Linked DNA regions of Sus scrofa: region 1 is linked to region 2. A link is a contact called in public HiChIP or PLAC-seq data. All regions are on one chromosome and are shown on one strand. The core of a region is the stretch at or near the end of the contact, and the rest is flanking DNA. Distances in the headings are between cores, read along the strand shown. Region 1 overlaps TMC1 (transmembrane channel-like protein 1). Region 2 overlaps TMC1 (transmembrane channel-like protein 1).

Region 1 (3,803 bases), core at 178-2,677, 72 kb before region 2:
TCTGTTTTGTTTTTGATTTTAAGACAGATTTAGGGAGACAAAAAGTGAGGAAAATTAAAAAAAAAATAAAGATACAGAAAGTAAGAGGTTACACTTTGTTATGTCTCCTAGAATTTCACTCAAAGGCTTATTTGACTGACCCTTGCAGTGTCCCTGTAAAGAAGTCCTGGATTACAAAAGGTCATAAAAAAAAACAGGAATAAAGCAGTCAGAACTTAATATTTTTCCCCCACAGTGTTAGGAAGAAAGGAGCCTACTAATAAAATGTCTAGTGCTTTCTTCAGTAGTGGCTAAAATGTTCCACCTTGTAATGTAGTTCAGAAAAATGCTGCTGAGACATTGTGGAAGTTTAAGGAGAAATGATAGGAGAGAGTTTTAGTTAATTAGCTCTACTTTCTCTTAATTATCAAAATTAATAGACCTCAATTGACTATTTTATTCTTAGGTCAGGTACTGCCATCATCCTTACTTTGCAAGGAAGAAAGCAGTAGGAAGGACTGTGTGTCTTAGTTGAAGGAACTGTCTTGTTAGAATCAGGCAGACCTGAGTTCAAAACCTACCTCTGCCGCTTCAAAAAGCATGACCATAAGCCATGTCTAGCCTCTTTGAGCATGTTTCCATTTTCCATTTCAACAAGTTGTAAAAATAAATAATCTCATAGCAGTGTTATGAAAATTAAATAAGTAAAATGTATGTGGCAGTATATAGAAAGCACTCAAATCTATACTAATCTAATGACATCTGAGGAGCCATAAAGTAAATAAGCTATTTTTTCTTTCATTCCAGGAGGTCCTAGTCTAGACAGATGAAAACATATGCACAAATAAAATGATTGGTGTAGAGTGGAATGTAAGTATTTAATGTCAAAAATAGGAGTCAGGAGAGAAAGACAGCCCAGGATGATGAATCGGTCAGTGCAAACTGCATGAAAGAGGTAGATTAACACTGAGTCTCTAAATGTAAAGAGATTAGAAGTCATCATTCCCATCCTAACTAGAAAAAGCTGAACAAACTAAAAATCAACAATTCTTCGGAGAATTGACTTCACAGGGCAAATCATTGCCCCTAAAATTGGAGAGAGACACAGGGCAATACAGAGAATTGCAATTCACCACAGCAAAACCCTGCAAGCAGAAACCTGTGTGGAAACTGTTAGTGGGTAGAAAATTCTACACTGTAATTGACAAATTGCTGGTAAAAGAACTAGAATTGGTAGAGAACAAGTTATAGCCCCATTGGGGTGAACAAAGGATGGGGGCTGGAATTTATAGCAATAGGTGTCGTTACCTACTAAAAAATGAATAAACAGAAACCTCAATTAAATAGAGTTGGAGGCCAGAAGGGGGAGCTCTCATCCTGTGTGGAAAACAGAGCCCAGCAAGTAAACAGACTTGCTTCAATTCAAAGACTCAGCCAATGGAAAGCCATGGACTCTTGGCTTACTAAAGCCCTCTCAATTTCCTTTTCCTCCCTATAAAAGCACACTCCTTTCCTTCCAGGCCTTGCAGGTGGCTCACCATGATTGCAGACCCCAAACTGCAATTCTCTGCTGATCCAAAACAAACCCATCTTTGCTGAAGAAATATCTGTTTGTTTCAGGTCAACATACCTGACCATGTTATTGCTAAGCAAATGAAAAACTTCAGGGATTAAAAATGTCCAGGATCCATAGAGAAACCCAGTGATGGGTGCTATTACCTCAACTTTTAAACAGATTGAGTAGGTAAATTCATTTAAATACTATGGATCATACATATGTTTGCCTTTGGTACTTCTCAAGATCAAACTATACATGGTAGTGAAGGAATTTTAAAAGATACAAACCCACAAGACAAAGGGAAAGAAGGAATATCAGCAGACGAGCAATTTCTACAGTATTTAAAAAATGAGAAAATAGAGAAGAGAATTCTAGTTTATCCAGGCAAGGACTATAGTGCATGTACATTTTTATAATGAATATGTGGCAGCTAAGAGGAAGAAAGCTGACTGGCATTGCAGAATGCAGGGAATTAGATCTTAGAGGCGAGAAGAAGAGCATAGTGGTGAGACATGGGATAGAAAAAGGCCTTAAATTGAAAGTCAACACTGGTAATTTCCTTTGCCAAACCACCTCACTGAGACTGCAAGAGCAACTAGACAGATGGAAAAACTAAAAGCTACCAGGTATCAGTAGCTCTTCTATCCTGCTTTAGTTTGCTTCATAGCTGTCTCCACCTGACATTATGTTCTCTAGTTATTTATTAATTGAGCTACTTTTTATTTTCCCTATAGGAAGTAAGCTCTAAGAAGGCAGGGCCTTTCTTGGTCTTCTTCAACTCTCTGTTTTTGTGCCTGGAAAATTGTAGCATTCAGTAAATATTTGTGGCATGAATAAGTGAATGTATAAATGAATTAATGAACCAATCCATCAACGAACAATAGTGATATTACATGGTAACTTTCGTCTACTCCCGGACGTACCACATTTTCCCCCTAGCTTTGGGGCCTTTGTATAAGAAAACTTTCCAAGAGAAAGAAAAATGATGAACAAAGTCACAGGAAGGAGGAAGCACAGGACTGGAGGGAACAGAGCAGAGCTTTGCTCCATTAGAGTAGGACTGCTTCTTTAGGGCTCTTCCCTAATTTCCTTGGAGACAAACCTATATTTTCCTTAACTGCATCTCCCGTACCTCTCAATATCAAAGCAGGTTTTAATGTAGCTATTGTAAATTTTTCCGGTTGAAATGGTTAGTATTTTACTTGGCTGTCTTCTCACTACAGCATTTGTGCAGTCTGGCAGCTCTGATCATCACAGAACCCCAGCCTTCTCAATGAAGAGATGTAAATACAGGGGGATGAAGAGGAACCATGGCAGGGAATCATGTTCCCACTTCAGCACACCATTATACAGATCACTCCTCTTCAAAGAGAAAGCAAATGTCACTTTCTCATGAGTGGGGTAATTTTCCTTCCCGGTGGTTGGGGCTGATAGCTCACAAGAATCTAGTGCCATCACCTATATCTAGACATAGAAAAGAAGAAGTTTAGCGAGAAGCAAAGAGATAAAGATTTTTTAAATGAACCAAATGATTTAGAATCTATTAGATTAATCTCTAAATCTATAAACTAAGGTGGCATTATGGTGCTATACGTAACAAATATTCAGGTCTCCTGAGTCACCAGCTGCCAGACTTGTGGATTGCAAAGAGGAGCCTGCGGTGGTTTATTTCAGTTTTCAGGTGCTTCCACCCATCCCCTCCCAGGTCATTGGAATGCAGCATCAAAACACCCTGGATGTGATATTATACACGTGAATATCTTTGTACCACTTTCTATACCAACCCTATCTAAATAAGTCACCAAGCCTAAAAATAGACCTCCTTTCTAAAGTTCTGCTTTTGATCCCATATAACCTACTAAGGAATATAGTATTAGAGGCCAATTGCCTGTCTAATACCCCCTTCACACAGGAGCATAGAACAAGGACTAGGGTCCTAGACTACGCTTACATCTTCTTAAACCTACCTGAAAGCAGGTCCTAGGAGGTACTTATAAAGATTAGGATCACAGAACTCACTATCCAAGTATCTATTCATAGCACAGTCAACCATTCACTCAATAAATATTTATTAGGTCTTAACTATTCTGTGGCAGTAGAAGATACATGGTATTAAAAGTCAGCCATGCTCCTGCCTTCCCCTATCTTCCAGCATCATCAGTGATATGATACATCCTGAAATTTCTGGAAGAGTTCTGATTACAAGTATTCACTAGCTATGATATATCATCATAGAATTTTCCATTTTTCTTTGTTTAAAAAAGTA
Region 2 (4,000 bases), core at 974-3,473:
TTCTTGGGGTTATTCTTCCTTTTTCCTGAAGAATAGCACACTTTCAGTCACACAGCATTGTGGTCCAGTCCTATAGGATCTAAGAAGTCCCACAGCCATCCCCTTCAGTTCAAACTGGCAGAGTTTCCTCTGCGGTGGCTGATTAGATCCGTGGTTCACATCATACTAACCTATCAAATGACTATTCCACCACATCCTTGGTGCTCTCTGCAACAGAGATACACTGAGAGTTTTCAAAATCTTTAAAATTCTGGTTCTTTTTTACTTAATAATTCCTTCTATGACTCATTCCACCCTTCTTGTGTTTTACTATAAACAGTCAGGGAAACCAAGCCAGTCCTTCATTATTTTATTTAGAAAGCTCCTCAGTTAAATACCCAGTTTATCACTCAACAGCTTCTACCTTCTGCAAAACACTGGACTGCGAACAAAATTCAGTCAAGTTCTTTGCAACTTTTCAACAAGGACTGCCATTCTCCATTGTCCAATAACAAGTTCCTCATTTCCGTCTGAGACATCATCAGAATGGCTTTTACCATCTCTATTTCTATCATTCTATTCACATTCATTTATTATGCCTTATGAAAAAGGAAGCGTTCTTCAGGGCACTCCTCTTTCCTATCTGGGTTCTCACCAGAATTACCTTGAACAATCCCTTCATGGTAATCTTGGCTTTTTTGGCATGCATTTCAAAACTCTTCCATTTTCTACCCAGTACCCAGTACCAAAGCCATTTCCACAGCACCCCACTTCACCGTACCGAGTTCTATTATTAGTCAGCTCAGGCTTCCAGAGCAAAATACCATAGACTGGGTGATTTAAACAACAAAATGTATTTGTTGATCAGATTTGGTGTCTGGTGAGAACACTCTTCCAGGCTTGTAGATGGCTGCCTTCTCACTATGTCTTCTCAGGACAGAGAGAGGAAACGCTGGTGTTTCTTCCTCTTCTTATAAGGACACTAATTCCATCGTGGGACTCTACTCTCTAGTTTGCTTCCAAAGGCCCTACCTCCTAATACTATCTCATTTGGGCGCTGGGGCTTCAACAGAAAGATTTGGGGGTATACAAGCATTCAGTCCATAACATTACTAGAGCATAATCTAGCTGATCCTGACTGATGCAAAACCTATGACAACAAGGGAAGACAATCTTAGGATGAAGCCAACATTGTAGATAGCAAAGTGGAAAAATAAATAGAGTTTTTGATATCATTGAACCACTGAATCATCTCCTACTGGAAGGCCATTCCATTGCTAGACTTACCAGTTAAATAAGAAATAAATTCCCTTACAATTTAAGCGATTTGAATCAAAAATTCTTAACTGGTACAGTGATTAGCTTCTGTATTACATGACTCCCCAACAGTGGTGATAGGTGAATGGAATAAGAGAGGGCACAAGATCTCTGAGCAAACAAGATGCATGTTGGGCAACTGTCTGTGAAGCAGCTGGATACAAAAAGCTCTGTCCCATAGGAATATCATATCCAGGGAAGTCAACCCACTTGGCTTCAAGTCCATCAGTAGGTCTGCTGATAGTGGCAAGAGTAGTTGAATTAGAAGTAGAGGAGAGCTACACATTGCGAAATCAATTTCATAAATTGTGGGCTACAGTCACAGTTTTCATTTTCTTTTTTTTTTTGCCTTTTCTAGGGCCGCTTCCTGCGGCATATGGAGGTTCCCAGGCTAGGGGTCTAATCGGAGCTACAGCCACCAGCCTATGCCAGAGCCACAGCAATGTGGGATCTGAGCCATGTCTGCAACCTACACCACAGCTCACGGTAATGCCACATCCTTAACCTACTGAGCAAGGCCAGGGATCGAACCTGCAACCTCAAGGTTCCTAGTCGGATTCGTTAACCACTGTGCCACGACGGGAACTCCTCAGTTTTCATTTTCTATAGCAGAATTAAAAAGCCTTCCCCATTCTGAGAAAAAATTGGAAATAAAGAAAAATTATTTCATACCTTCACCCCACCATATTGGGCAGTCTCTGATATCATCATTTTAGTAACACCATGCTTCTGCAGGAAGAAGGCCCATAGCAGTGTAACAGAGCAGAGAAAGTAATGGAGGCCTGCATCTGCCACCAAGGAAGCTACAAGACAACAGGCTAGAGATGAACAATATCCTCGCTGACCTGTCAGTTCCAAAATGCAAATAGATCTGAGAAACCCAACTATACGCCTGTTCCTGTTTTTCTGTGATGCTGGTTCTGGGTGGAGATCTCTAACTTCCTTATTTCCTACCATAAGTGTTCTTTGAATAAACCCTTCTAAATTACAGTGCCTCTCCTCTTTGAAAACCAAACACTTTTCAATATCCAATTATTCCAGCTAGCTCTCTCAAAAAGATAGTTCATCTTCCCTTTAACAAATATTACTCATATTTTTAAGGGTTGGAAAAAAAAAAAAGAGAGAGAGAGTCTTTTCTCCCAAAGCAGCATTTGTTTAAAACAACCTTAAGCCCAGACAGGTCATAGTTGTTGCATCACTTAACTTCCACCAGATGCCGCTGTTGCTGATTCACCCAGCCGGAGGAGTCCTACAAAACTTAATCTCATTACTGAAAAAACACTAGCAACTGCTTCACAAAGAACTGCTTCTCCCTGTTCCTGAGAAATTATCTGTTTTAACAACTACCATCTCTGTAAAAGACCTGCTGGACATTTAACAACTGTCTCAGAGGATTTCCTGAAGTGTGATAAGATTGAGAGAAACCCTCAGGATGCAGTGGTGTTTTCTTGGAATCTAGCAGGAGAGATGACCTTTTAGAAAATAATCACACAAATAAACACATAACCACCAACTCTGATTTGTGCTATAAATCAGAGAACAAAGGTTCCTGGTTGCTAATGACCAAGCCTGAGGGGTGGGATCTAAAGGGGCAAAAGAAGCTAAATGTGAAGGCCTGGGAGGAAGCATTCTTCCAAACAGAAGGAATGGAACTTAAGGAGGCACTGAGGCTGGAAGGGTTATGACACTTTGGAAAGGCTAACAAAAAGAGAAGTCAGAGCTTTGAAATTAAGGATAAGAGTTAAAAAAAAATGTTGCAAAGCTGAGTGGTCCCACTGATAAGTCCTTTCAGTGATTATCTATACAATAATTTTAAAATTTATAGCTCTAATCACCTTCCCTCAAGTTCTCCCAAGTCCCTACTTGATATATTCACTTAGTTGTTTCAAAGACACCCTTAAATACATGCATTCATGTCCCTTCTGGGTGGCTGTTCCCTGGATATCAATAAATGGCACAACCCACACATTCAGTTGCAAAATTCAGAAAACTGAAGAGTCCTTACAGTCCCCCTCATCCTTAGCTGCACAGACCATCTACCATCAAATTCTGTTCATTTTATCTACCAAATCTGACAGCTTTTCTCTAGATCAGTGATCACCAAACTAGCATGATTAGCATCTCCAGAGAACTGGTCAGAAATGCATGTTCTCAGGTCCCAACCCAGACCTATGGAATTAAAAGGCCCAGAAAAATCTGCATTTTAACAAATCTTCCAGGGACTGGAAGTCCAGTATAGATTGAGAATCACTGCTGTATAACCACAGGGTCCCTGCTCTGTCTCAAAATCTGTTCCATCATTTCTTATCAGGACTACTATAAAAGCTTCGCAATTGTTCTTTCCCACATCCATAAAGCCTCCATCCTGGGTGAACCTCAGCCCTGGCATCCATTATAATCTACAGGAATATACTCTAAACCAACAAAATCCAAATCTCTGAGGATGGGGCCCAGGCTCTGACACTGTTTAAAAGTTTCACTTTGAAGGTCAAGACTGAGAATCACCACTTAACTCAATTCTGCTTGTTAGCCAAACTGATTTTTTTTTTAAAATGCAAATCTGGTCTTGCAATTTTCCTACTTAAAACCAGCCAGGATCAAGCCTACATTCCTAACACCTATGAAACAGGCAAGTGTTCTGGCCCCTACATTTGCCACACACCCTCTGGTCTTCTACCATACTGGTCTTCAATCTATTGCAGTC

Evidence for each region. HiChIP or PLAC-seq counts read pairs in DNA pulled down with a chosen protein or histone mark.
Region 1: an H3K27ac HiChIP or PLAC-seq map of alveolar macrophages shows a contact between it and region 2. The contact joins two enhancer-like sites. A contact is called at or near these places in 3 of 47 Hi-C or Micro-C datasets (blood, embryonic fibroblasts and heart right ventricle) and 2 of 2 datasets of contacts at active chromatin or transcription factors (alveolar macrophages and skeletal muscle).

Annotation. Positions count from the first base shown.
Region 1 is chr1:225,963,030-225,966,832 of Sscrofa11.1, reverse strand. All of the region lies in intron 5 of TMC1 (transmembrane channel-like protein 1), which reads right to left. Among named protein-coding and RNA genes, the nearest start is that of TMC1, 250 kb to the right of the region's middle. Within about 2 kb of position 1,427, at least 3 of the 83 cell types and tissues checked have an H3K27ac peak or open chromatin away from gene starts, as enhancers often do. A contact at or near this core is called in alveolar macrophages, where this site is marked.
Region 2 is chr1:225,891,229-225,895,228 of Sscrofa11.1, reverse strand. The region is part of intron 2 of TMC1 (transmembrane channel-like protein 1); the gene reads right to left. Among named protein-coding and RNA genes, the nearest start is that of TMC1, 180 kb to the right of the region's middle. Within about 2 kb of position 2,223, at least 5 of the 83 cell types and tissues checked have an H3K27ac peak or open chromatin away from gene starts, as enhancers often do. A contact at or near this core is called in alveolar macrophages, where this site is marked.